3 separate regions of the Mus musculus genome follow, and all the other regions are linked to region 2. The links are chromatin contacts, called in public ChIA-PET maps. All regions are on one chromosome and are shown on one strand. The core of a region is the stretch at or near the end of the contact, and the rest is flanking DNA. Distances in the headings are between cores, read along the strand shown.

Region 1 (4,366 bases), core at 585-3,084, 160 kb before region 2:
GGGTCACAGTGCTTGCCACCAACCCTGACAACCTGAGTTCAGCCCTGAGATCCACATGGTGAAAGGACAGATCCAACTCCCTCAGATTTCCCTCTGATCTCCGTATGTGCACCACGGCCCATATGTGTGCCCACCCATACACACACAAAATAAGTAAGAATAATTTTTACATTTAAGAGGCATACACACAAAAAGAAAATGTGGTGTGTCTATTCGACAGTTCGTTATTCAGCCATAAAGAATGAAATTATGCCGTATGCAGAAGTAATGAGATCGGAGAGCATTCATTGCATTCAGCTCAGTAAACTAGACTCTGAATGCTTTGTTTTCTGTCATATGGAATCCAGATGTTTGTTTATATTTTTATTCATATTTATAGTTTGAAAATAAAATGCCCTCCCCCCACAGGCTCCTATTTCATTCACAGCAAAAAGGAAAATATTCCAAGAAGGGGTGGGAAGGAGGGGAGAATGGGAGGAAAGATGAGCCAAGCACATGCCATTTAAACCCCACTATTGTGTACACTTACCCAAAAGAGTAATTAGCTGGAGGCCAGCGTGGGTCTGGAGTGTGGGAGTGATCCACAACTTTAATCCGAGCAGAGGCAGAGGCCTCTGTGTTGGAGGCCAACCTGGTCTACATAGCAAGTTCCAGGGCAGCCAGGGTTACATAGAGAAACCCTGTCTAGAAAAACAAACAAACAAACAAACAAACAAAGGGTAATCTTAAAAGAGCTTACTTATTAAGATGGGCATGGTAGCACATTCCTGTAATCTCAGCATTTGAGAGGTGCTGGCTGGAGGATCAAGAGTTCAAGTCCATCCTCGGGATATACAGCAACCTGGGCTGCAGAGTGGAGCCAAAAATAAACAAAACAAAGCCCCAAACACAAAGTTAAAGGTCTAAGAGAATGCATCCAGCTTCTGATGGCATCCAGTGAAAATCTAGGACCAAATTGGCCAGGAGGAGCAGTGACAGAAGTTGCATTCAGTGCTGTAGAGGATGCAGCCTCTCCTTAGGACAGCCCAGCAAGTTCTCGCAAAACTAAACATACCCTTGCCGTATGCAGCAACTGCATTCCTTAACATCCACCCCAAAAAGGCTGAAATTTCCTCATCATACAAAAGCATGCATCTGTGTGCCCCAGAATAGCTACAGGACCATCACGGGAAATCTTAGAATCATTTTTTAAAATATTGCAGATCTATAGATTTAATTTGAGCCCATTAAAAATCGAATACATTTTTCATAGTGTCTTTACCAGCCAGGATGCTCACCAGAAGCAGACCCAATTATACCACATGCACATGCAGGGTAAGAGTCCCCTATAGAACCTATAGAATACTTCCCTTCTCCTCTCCCAGCTCTGTGCTACTGACATCAGACAGCTGCTATGTACACCAGCAATGCCATACGTTGCTGCTGTCTGTGTAAGCTGTCTGTTCGCCTTTAAAGAGGTTTAAGGATGACAATGCTGCAGCCATTCACGGGTGGTGGCACTGCCATCTCCAATACCCACACTTACCGATGCCTATTTCCTTTGATTTTCCTTCTACCTGAGGGGTTTCTTTCACACGTTTTTTCTTTTTTTAGTACAGATCTATTAAGGTCAATTATTTCAGCTTCTATAGGTCGGGAAAAATATTTTGTCTTCACCCTAAAACATATTTTTCTTTGTAATTATTTTTAAAGGCTCGGTGCTCTGAATATATTCCCAAATGCTCTGTTGCGTTGCTTCAGAGGGGGATGTTTTCAGTCTGAGAGGGATATACTTGTGCGAGTCACCCACTCAGTGACTCTGAAGATTCGCTTCTTGTCCGTGGTCATGGCTGCTTCCTGTGCTCAGGGTTGGCTGGGCTTCTTAGACGTGTGGGTTCGTAGTTTCCATCCCTCTTCGGAAGGACGTCGCCATCGTTTGCTGCTTCTTTTCCTCGGCCACTGTGGTTACACATCTGTACTTAAAATAGTGTGACTTGCCCCACAATTTCTGCTTGCTGATTCCCCTTATGACCTGAATTTTCCCTTTGGTGTGTTTCACTTCAGAGTGCTCTATTGCTGAGCCTTCGGGTTTACAAGCCTATTTTTCTGCAATATTTAATTGGCCTTTAACTCCCTCATATGTCTCAACCATCCCAGATACCCTAGGGTAGTTTTTGTCCCTTCGCCTTTTGCTGTTTGGTCAGTCAATTTTATTTTATTTTTATTTTATTTTATTTTTTTTTTTTGTGGTTTTCTAGAAAATGGTCTCAGGCTGTCCTTGAACTTCTGATCTCACAACTTCCATTTCTCAAGTGCTGGCAGGCTTGCCCCACTGTGGGGGTTTCAGTAAGAATGGCACCCATAGACTCAAGTTTGAATGATTGGGCCCATAGGGAGTGGCACTGTTAGAAGATGAGAGCTTGCTGGAGTAGGTGTTGGAGGAAGTTGTAACTGTGGGTGCGAGGTCTGAGGTCTCATACACTCAATCTAAGCTTAGTCTCCTGCCTCCTTTGGATCCAGATACAGAGCTCTCAGCTCCTTCACCAGCACTGTGTCTGCCTGCACGGTGCCATGCTTCCCGCCATGATGATATTGGATTAACTCTGAACTTTCAGCCAGCCCCAATGACATGATTTCCTTTAACCTGCCCCGCCCCTAGAGGCGTTGTGGGTATGACTACTGTGTCACATGTGTATCAGTAAGTGACAGAGAGAGTGTTCTGACCTGTGTTAGCAGCCTAACACCCCCCTGAAAAAAACCAAGCCTGGGATGACCACCATTCTGGCACCTGTGGGCCCTGACGAGGGAGATGTCCCGAAACAGCCGCTAATCTAGCACCACACAGATCTTGATGGTCTCCCAGGGTGGGGAGCAAGTCAGAGACAGGACCAAGGGAAAAAGCTGGACACTAGAAGAACCCTTCTGAGGGTCATTGGTCCCAGGAGGGCATGAGCCTGAGAAAGATGACCCCCGCATGGGGCCACGCAGGCTCCCGGGCAAAGAGTGAGCCTAAGATGAACTGGCACCATGGGGCCTGAGCAGGGAGCTAGCATGAGATGACCACAGTCCCGTGTTGCGCGCAGCCCTGTGGGGGCAGACCGTGCCCAACATGACCCCTGCCCAGAGTCATAATGCACGAGCGGGGCATAGCTTTCCTGAAACCATTCCTGAGATGACCCCAGACACCCAAAGACGCCTCAGGCTCATGGGAGAGCTGACTCCACCCCTAGCTAGCCGCAGTACTAGGGAGAGCAGGCTCCGCTTATCACCGAGAAAGCACAGGAGAGCTGGCCTTGGTTGCAAGAGTTGCGGGTGAGCTGACCCATGCAATAGAATGGACAAGGAAGAGAAATCTCCCCCCTCCTCCTTCCTCCTTCCTCCCTCCTCTGTCTTCTCACTACCCCACCCCCACCCCAATACCTGAGGCAAGTGGGAGACCTGGCCCTGGGGTCATAAGAATAGGAAAGTCAGTCCTGTCCCTCACCAGCTGCAGAACTAACACTTGGGAGAGCAGCCTTGAACCTCGCCTGGGCAGCACAATAGAGCTGACCCTGGTGGCAGGGCACAGGCGAATATGTCCTGTTCTGAGGTCATGAGCATGCAAAATCTGGCCCACCACTTGTCTGCTGTGTGGTGACATGGACGAGGGAAAGTTACCTCTCACCCCTTGTACGGCAGGCAGGAGAGCTGGCCCCGAGGTCATGAGACCAGGAGAGCCGGCCCTGCCACCTACCTACTGCTGCCCTCAAAGTGGGCCCTGCACCATGCCTGGGCACTATAGTAGAGCTGGTCCTGAAGGTGGGGTGGTGGGTGAGCCAGCCCCAAGGGTCTGAATGTAGGTGAACCAGGCCTACCTCTTGTCTGCTGTACCAAGGCATAGGCAAGGGAGAGATCCCCTCTCTTCTCTTTGCCCCTGCGACCTACAGTGGACAGGGGAGCCGACCCGGCTGAGGTCACGAGAGCAAGAGAGCTGACCTGCCCCTCACCTTCTGCAGCGTTCGGGAGTATGAACCATGCATCTCACCTGGGCAGCACAGTGGAGCTGGCCGTGATGGTGTAGGCATGGACTAGTGTCAAGGGTATGAAAGTGGGAGAGTTGGCTCCTCCCCTTGCTGGCTTTGTCACTGGATAGTCCAGCCAGGGCAAGGTATGAGAGCTTAACCTGGTAATGTGGGTGCAGCAGAGCCCAAGGGCAGACCAGCTCAGGTACCTCTCAAGGCCAGATCCAGGACTTTGAGTTGGCCCACTTCTTCATCTACCCCATAGATGAACTGGAATTATGCAAAGAGCCCGATCCAAAACTACAGGCTCTCCACGGGACAACAACAGGATATCAGGAAGAGTCCCAGCGAGGTTCCAGTGTTGATAGTATAGCAGAAGCCAGAGA
Region 2 (4,059 bases), core at 95-2,594:
AGTAAATGGTATTTTTTTTTCTGTGAACAAAACAGAATGTTTCAAAAAGTCACTGGATTGTATCAGATTCTTACCAGTTGGTCTGCTTAGGGACACTTTATCAAGATACACCTGCAGGGAATATAAACTGAAGACTTGTGATTCATTCGATCATTTTTATTGTAAAAAAAAAAAAATCTTAATCTGCCACCTGAGAGCTGGGAGAGCTTCCACCTGTGACCATTGAGCCTTACATTGACTTTACATTCAGTTCTCATACAACTTTCAAAGTTTTTTTTTTTTTTTTTTTTTTGAGACAGGGTCTATTATTATGTAGTTCAAGCTGTCCTGGAACTGGCTATGTATGTAGACCAGGCTGGCCTCAAACCCAGATCCACCTGCCTCTGTGTCCCAAGACCTAGGACTAAAGCTGTGTACCCACCAAGCCTGAGTTACACAATATATTTGGTTTATAATTTCTCCTCCCAGATGGTCTCCAGTTTCCTACCCACCCAATTTTATGTTCTTTCTCCCTTAAAAAAGAAAATAAAAATAACCAATCAGTAAGATAAAAATATCAAACCAGCCGGGCAGTGGTGGCGCACGCCTTTAATCCCAGCACTCGGGAGGCAGAGGCAGGCGGATTTCTGAGTTGGAGGCCAGCCTGGTCTACAGAGTGAGTTCCAGGACAGCCAGGGCTGTACAGAGAGACCCTGTCTCGAACCCCCTTCCCCCCCCCCAAAAAAAAAATCAAACCCAAAACAGTGTATTCGACCTTGTGCTAGTCAAGTCCTGGGTATGGGCATTTGGAGTTTGGTTGATGTACCTAGTGACACTCTTAAGGATTTTGAGTGAAATTAAGTATTCATAGTGAGTAAATCATTTTCTCTGAAATAATTTTTATATAAAAATCATTGGGACAGTGTATTTACATGACTGAAGTGCTTTAGTCATCTGGGCATTCCATAAAGATCATCAGTGTAATAACACCATAAAAGTTCATGGGACTTTTTATAATATTAAAATTTGTCATCAGTGTTAATAAAGCAGGAGGAGAGTTAACTATTGGAAATTACAACTTCCTCACTATTAAAAACTTCCAAGAACTATTCCTTTGAAATTAAGTAGTTTTAAAAAACAAAATGAAACAAAAAACCAAAAACAACCCTCTATAATCTTAGAGGTCTAATTTTGTTTTCTTGTTGACAACCACCCAAAGGAAATTAAAATTCCAAGACCCCAAAAATCTTATCTGTAAAATGTTAACAATCATGTGATATTTTAAGTTTCAAGGGGCTGAAGAGATGGCTTAGTGATGATCGGCACTAGCTACTCTTTTCAGAGGATGTGGGTTCTAATCCCAGCACCCACATGACAGCTCACAATTTTGTCACCCAGAGTGCATCAGGCATGCATGTGGTTTCTAGGCAAAACATTTATACACATTTTTTTTCAAGTACTTTACACTGTTGCAGACATTTTGAGACAGTGACGTAGAATCTTTAGCCTCACTTTCAGGATGATGGCTATTGCTAGCTGTCTTCAACGAGGGCTGTTATCACAGTTCAGTGATGGGAAGAATATTGCTATAACTACTTGAAAGCACTTATTCTGGAAAGAAGTCTCTCTATGCAGCACAGGACTGTTGTAAATACTATAGAATAAACCTAAGAGCTATGGCAGCCTTTGGAAAGGGATACAAGACATATATAGCTTTTTAGAAGAGATACCCTCCCCTTACTATTTATAAACCTGTTTCCACGATAGGACAGCTCATTTCCACGCAGGGTGTTGGTGACCTGTCTCTGTGCTAAGTGTCCACACACACAGATAGCGCCAACTCTCTGCTCTACCTCTTCTGCTTTTGTCTGAAATTGTTTTGTGTTGTATAACTGTACATGTGTTAACCATCAGAATGTTGCTTTTTGCTATTTCTGAAAGCTGTGACCTTTGTCAATAAAGCACTGAGGCTTGAGCGTTTTATATGCAAGAAGCATGTTTAGGAAATAAAAGACTAACTGTGCTTAGGAAATCAAGCATTTCCGGTTGACCTACACACTTCGTTATTTTTATCTTCAGGCTTTTTGTTTTGTTTTTGGTGAGGTGAGGTGAGGGCAGCAAATGGATTGCAGAAGGTAAGTTAAGGTAAGAGGATTTGTTACTGTAACAAAGCCTAAACCGGCCTTACAGGGAGGGACTCACAGATCAAGACCTTTTTAAAAAGAAAAAAATCATTAAAATATTTAATTTTATTAACAGAATATTTACATTTGAGACCTTATTTAATCATAGTGAATGCTCCAAGTTTAAAAAGCATTAGGCAGTAACCACACACAAGATGAAAACAGTGTAAACTATACAATACTTTATGTACATTTTTACAAAGTAACACTTTTTTAAATAATATAACTGGACACAAAAATATACACTTTAGAGAAATTCACATCAGTAATTGTATAAAGCTCTCTTCTAGGGTCCTGAAAATTTAGGACAAACATTAGCTCTGTAAATAAAGTGTTACTGTGACAGTCCTGAAAGGCCACTATATATATTTATCTACATATAGATATCACATTGACATTTTCAAGGCTACCAGCTTTACTATATAATTTTTAGATTATGTATTCAAGTGTTGAGGTCCTTATGATTATGCAAATATCAAAAGAATAGTGGTATAAGAAGCAGAACAGATTTAAACAGATTGAGCCAGATGGCTAGGCTCTGACCACCCCAATTTGAATTCTAAGTGGCTGATCTTTTCATTCTTCAGAACAGCCGTGAATAATGCTTTAAATAAAATTATGGCAAACAAGCTTGAAACATGATTCTGGTTTTCTACAATTTTCACAAGTTCTTTTAAATGCAAACAATTCTTTACCATTTCTTTTCTAGTGCATCTGCATTAAGGCTTTGAATTATTTGACCCAAGATTTTACAATGACTCAGGTTTTACAAGGTTAAAGCAAACAGGTCCATAACCATCCTGCCTAGTGTCGCTGAGTCAGCACGAGCAGGTAAAGGCTCAACACCTAAGGAAATGGCAGAGACGGAGTTACAGATAGAGCTTTAATTAAAGATGTGTAATAAAACAGTTTAGTGGCAAGAGAGTGGTGCTAATATAAACAAAAGGTTTCTTTTTGAAAGAAAGTGTAACATCTTTGGAAAACTGTCCGGTTCTTTCTTTAGTTCCCACGGAGTTCATGCAAGTATTTCTTAAGACAGTCTTAAAGTACACTGCAGATGGAAATGGAATGTACATCCAGAGCTACAGGTGAAAACTAAGACCTGGGTGCTGCGAGAGAGAGAAGTCTTCCTGATTTCCGTCACACATTCGTGTCCTGGAGTAAAGGTTCTTTGGCCTCTCCTGGCGCTTGTGTACTGTGAGGATGGCTGTGACTGCCACAGTGCTTCCTCCAACTGCTGGACCTTAAACTTAAATTAGTGTGTTCCGGAATAAACAAGGCAACGAGCAGAGCCAGCAGTACCGAACAGGCTCCAAAGAGGAAAGGGGGACCAGGGATGATGGAATTCTGAGGAAGAAACAATAGTTAATGTTTTTTGCACAAATACTCCCCCCAGCCCCCGTCCCCAGCCTCCAATGTCTCAGCAACTGTCTGCTCAGATTTTCTTTTTTTTTTTTTAAAGTCAATGCCTTTATTGAAGCAATAGCTATAAAATCACTTTTCAGGAGAAAAGGTATTTTTATTCTTATTGTAAAATCCTGCCAACAAAAAAATGGCAAAGTGGGCTGGAAAGATAGTTCAGTGGTTAAGAGCGCTGACTGCTCTTCCAGAGGTCCTGAGTTCAATTACAGGCAACCACATGGTGGCTAACAACCATCTGTAATGGGATCTGATGCCCTCTTCTGGTGTGTCTGAGGACAACAATGTGTACTCAAACCTTTAAAAACAAAAATCAAAAACTGGCAAAGTAACTTGGATAACTGTGGGTGGCTTTTAGCACAGAGCCTAAACTACACATGTTAATAATACACCTGTAGAATCGTGTTTCAAAAATAAATACAATGCCACTAACCACAAAAATAAAACATTTTAGCCCAAATCATATTCATTGTGGGCA
Region 3 (4,387 bases), core at 711-3,210, 250 kb before region 2:
AAATGCTAACCCCCTATTTGTCATAATTTCCCTTACAACTCACCAAAGTATCATTAAGAAGAAAGTACATTTAAAAATGGGCTCTAAAAAAAAATGTAGCTTATGGTCAAAACTACAACTCTATTGCAGGCACACACACAAAAAAAACATTTCAGGCACTGAGAATTTCCTCAAAATCTCAGACATCTCTGAAAGGGAACATATTAGTTCAAACTCATGGGATTTGGGACGTCCCTCATTCTAACGCATGAGATTCTGTAATGTTAGTGCATTCCCCAATGCTGTCCACATCGTGGATCTCCTTCCTACTCCCACATTTTAAAAAGCAGCTGACCCAAATTGACCACTGAAGTGGGATACCGGTCAGAGGCGTCAAGGCCTAGAACTCAGGACTAAAGCAGAGTGACCTCCACTTCCCCACAGGGGACATGCTTGTCAACCCAGAAGAGAAGCTTCAAACCACGAAGACCCAAAGGCTTCTTTTTTTGTAATTTTTTTTATTATTTCTTGTTGACTATTATCATATTTGTGTATAACGTGTGTGGAGCTCAGAGTATGACTGTGTGACATCAGCTGTCTCTTTCTGCATGTGTGTGGGTTCTAGGGTTCAAGCTTAAAGAGCAAGCACTTTACCTGCAGAGCCATTCTACTGCCTCCTGGTTAACTATGGATGAATAGACAGATGATAGATAGATAGATAGATAGATAGATAGATAGATAGATAGATAGATAGATAGATAGATACCTATGTTATTTAACTTATTAGGCAAAATAAAAGATTAACAACAGAAACTAGTATTGACAGAAAAAAATTGTAACAGCATAGAAGCTATGTGAATGTAGCCGCTCAAAATCTTTTCTTACACCACTTTTACTGAAGAGATGACTCAGAGGTTAAGAGCACTGGCTGCTCTTCTGTAAGTCATGAGTTCAATTCCCAGCAACCACGTGATGGCTCACAACCATCTAAAGGATCTGATGCCCTCTTCTGGTGTGTCAGCAACAGCGTGCTAATATACATAAATAAATCATTTTTTAAAATGCAGTGCCTAAGTGATCAGATGAAGTTGGGTGGATAATACAGGTAGAGAGTAACCTGGTAAAGATCACTGCAATATGAACAATGAGACAGTATGCCAGTAGACTAGATACCAAGACAGGTAGTGGGTAACTATGGGGCAGGTAGGATATACAATGTGGATCTGCTGGACGCTGAGATAATTCATAGCCACAGTGGAATAGAACCAGACAGTAAGAAACATCATGATACTACTTGAAATGGTAAACAACTTAAAACTTTTTATTTATTTATTTATTTAATTTTTTTTTGGAATTTTCCATTTAATATGTTAAGGCCAAAATTGACTAATACCTAGTGTCAGGGATAATGAAGAGTTTGCTGTCATATATGGAAATGTAATAGCGGAGAGACCGAGGGGGAGGTCCGTCTGCACTGTGTTTAGGTGGTCAGCACAGGATCGCTCGCTCTGGGACTCTGAACCCCCTGCAGGGACGTTTCCTAGCGCATCCATCCCCTTTTCCACTAAAACTGCAGAGACAGGCACTGGCTTGGGCACAGGGGACATAGATATTTGAGTGAAAATCCATATATCTTTACTCCAGAAACTCACTCTAGCAGGGGAGAGAGAGCCTGCAGAGAACTAACTTTGGGAAGTTTATCACAGCACCTTAGAGGTAAATGGAGAAAGCTCTGCTTGAGCCTTGCTCCGGAGTGAGGTGGTAAGAAAATGGCAGTGTGAAGAACCGGAAGGGGCGGGGCTGGCGCAGGCAGACAGATCAGGGTGGAGAAACACCAGGAAGAGCCTGTCTTTAAAAAAAAAGTTTCGTATTATTTTGATTAAATAAGAAATTCCACCAAGCAAGCCCAATGAATGACTCACACCTACTCCTGAAAGGATTGAGGAGTCTGACTCAGCCTGCCGTCTGCACGACCCCACAGAAAGGCTGACACTCGCTCTGCTCTTTAGTGTGAAGCTGTAAACCACAAAGGCCACCCCCTGCTAAGAGCTTTATGAAGTCGTGGAACAACTTTGAATGTTTCCTTCAAGCAAAGGTGACACCAGCAAAGCAACTTACTTTCGTGAGCCGTGACTTTGCCACCAAACTAAATAAGCCTGGCTCTACAAAATGAAATGTCAAAAGCCCTTCAAGGCCCTGCCATGGAAGTCCTGAGAATGAGGGGTGGGAGTGGGGAGAAAAACTAACAAAGATCCAAAGAGAGACAGGAGGATCGGTGGAGTTTGAGGCTACCTAGGGCTACAGAGAAAGACTCAGGAGGGGATGAGAGTGGGGGACATGTTGGAACGGGAGGGAAAAGGAAAGGAAAGATGAAGGAGAGGAAGAGACAGAGAGGAAGAAAGGAAAGGAGAAAAGAATGCCAAGTAGTAACGTGTGTTCAGTGGTTCACGTGGCACAGTCTATGCTTACCAATGTGCAACGACATCTTAAATTCTAACGATCTTAGTCATGTCTACAGAGCGAACCGAACAGGGACTGCACCTCGCTCTCCTCCTTTCAACTCACATATGGAGAGAGTTTTGAATGAACTAATTCGCTTTCCACAATGGAGAAAGGATATAATTAATATATAATATGAAAATGCATATAAATATAATGAAATGCATCATATCAAATGGAATTCCTTTCTAGGCTTTGGAGGGTCACGTGGTTTTTGGAGGGATTCGTTCTTTCGTTTGAATCAGGGTGTCACTATGTAGCCCAGAGTAGCCTGGCACTCACAACCACCCAGCCTTAGCCTCCAAATGATGACATTTGGGTGTGCCACAACACTCAGGTGTGTGTGTGTGTGTGTGTGTGTGTGTGTGTGTGTGTGTGTGTGTATTAGGGGCGTGTCCTTGAAATAAAATTCACACGTTAAAATTATAGAATCCAAAATACATTAAAAACCTAATGGATAGTGCCTGGGTGCATTCTGACTCTCTTCACACTGACTTAGGAGGCTCAGGCTGCCTCTGCAAGGGCCCCAAGTTGACACCAAAGACAGGCTCTTCTCCTTCAGGGTTACTCCGGACAGCCTGCTCTGGCCGCCTAGAAAAGGGGGAGAAAGCCTGAGAGAAGCCTGAGGGTAACACAGTGAATCAGATGATAATGTGATAAGGATAAATCAGTCTTATGATCTGCGCGCTTAACACAAGCAGCTTTTCCCATGATCCCAGTATCAGCTGACTAAAAACCACCTGGACCTTGGCATGGGAGTCTCTTGGAGAAACTGAAAATACCGGCAGTTTTTCTTCAACTTGATCCTGTTAGCTGAGGACTAATCTTAAAAACCCAAACAATTATCCACAAATTTGGTGCCAAAATCCAGGTCCTAAAAAAAAAAACAAAAAAAAACAAAAAAACAAAACAAAACAAAAAAAAATATTCCCCAGTCCTGATTTTGTTTTGTTTGAGACAAATCTTATCATGTAGCCCAGGCTGGCCTTGACTTCTCTATACAACAGAAGATGATTTGCAGTCCAGATTCTCCTGTCTAATATAAGATTAGACAGCTCCTTCTCTCAAATGCTGGGATCACAGGCACGTGCTGATATGCCCTACGTGGTACTAGGATTCATGCGTGCCAAGCAAGCATTCTGCCAACTGAGCTACATCCCCACACTGATTTTTCTTAAGTAATATAGAAAAGAAAATAGCATGCTTCACACACTGTAATGTGAAAAGCTGCCTGATGGGCAGAAGATGCGGCTCAGTTGGTAGAGTACTTGTCTAGCGTGCACAAGGTCCTGGGTTCAATCTCCAGCATCATATGTGTAACTACAAGGTAGAAGACCTTAGATCAGAAACTGAGGTCCTTCCATGGCAACAACTTGAGTCTGAGCCTGAGCTACATGAGAACCTTGTCTCAAAAAAGGAAGAGAGAGAGAGAGAAAGAGAGAGAGAGAGAGAGAGAGAGAGAGAGAGAGAGAGAGAGAGAAGAAGAAGAAGGAGGAGGAGGAGGAGGAGGAGGAGGAGGAGGAGGAGGAGGAGGAGGAGTTGCCTCATGAAGTCATTCAATATATATGTAAATGTGGGGGGGGGTAAGGGAGAAAACAGACAAATTCCATCCTAAGATTGCAAGCCTCACCCACCTCCCTCTCCCACTCCCTTATCACTTTGCCTCCTGCTCAGACCTACCCTAAGTCATCCACAAACATCACATACAAAGCAAATATGAAAAGAACTATGCTTGCATCTGGCAGGAACACAGAGGTGAGTAGATGTTCGCCCAGTTAGCCAGAATCAACACTCAGCTGTCCCCTGGAGGACAGCTCACACACCTGGACTTGAAACACTACAGTACCTCTCTATCCCGGGAAGAGCCCATCTGTCCTCTCGGCATGCTACCTCCAATCCCTTAGCAGAT

Evidence for each region. ChIA-PET counts read pairs in DNA pulled down with a chosen protein or histone mark.
Region 1: an RNA polymerase II ChIA-PET map of memory CD8 T cells shows a contact between it and region 2, with 7 read pairs. The contact joins two enhancer-like sites. A contact is called at or near these places in 1 of 115 datasets of contacts at active chromatin or transcription factors (memory CD8 T cells) and 2 of 9 other capture datasets (liver and pancreatic islet).
Region 3: a contact with region 2 is called in an RNA polymerase II ChIA-PET map of effector CD8 T cells, with 20 read pairs. The contact joins two enhancer-like sites. A contact is called at or near these places in 2 of 115 datasets of contacts at active chromatin or transcription factors (effector CD8 T cells and memory CD8 T cells) and 3 of 9 other capture datasets (adipose tissue, liver and pancreatic islet).

What each region holds. Positions count from the first base shown.
Region 1 is chr3:116,463,992-116,468,357 of GRCm38.p6, forward strand. It overlaps the pseudogene Gm26358. Among named protein-coding and RNA genes, the nearest start is that of Gm40125, 42 kb to the left of the region's middle. Within about 2 kb of position 1,835, at least 37 of the 459 cell types and tissues checked have an H3K27ac peak or open chromatin away from gene starts, as enhancers often do. A contact at or near this core is called in memory CD8 T cells, where this site is marked.
Region 2 is chr3:116,628,972-116,633,030 of GRCm38.p6, forward strand. It overlaps Sass6 (SAS-6 centriolar assembly protein), which reads left to right. Exons shown (of 17, transcript NM_028349.3): 17 at 1-2,015. It overlaps Mfsd14a (major facilitator superfamily domain containing 14A), which reads right to left. Exons shown (of 12, transcript NM_008246.2): 12 at 2,193-3,509. The coding sequence ends at 3,303. Among named protein-coding and RNA genes, the nearest start is that of Trmt13, 16 kb to the left of the region's middle. Within about 2 kb of position 1,345, at least 8 of the 459 cell types and tissues checked have an H3K27ac peak or open chromatin away from gene starts, as enhancers often do. A contact at or near this core is called in effector CD8 T cells and memory CD8 T cells, where this site is marked.
Region 3 is chr3:116,378,636-116,383,022 of GRCm38.p6, forward strand. The region is part of intron 4 of Cdc14a (CDC14 cell division cycle 14A); the gene reads right to left. Among named protein-coding and RNA genes, the nearest start is that of Cdc14a, 43 kb to the right of the region's middle. Within about 2 kb of position 1,961, at least 104 of the 459 cell types and tissues checked have an H3K27ac peak or open chromatin away from gene starts, as enhancers often do. A contact at or near this core is called in effector CD8 T cells and memory CD8 T cells, where this site is marked.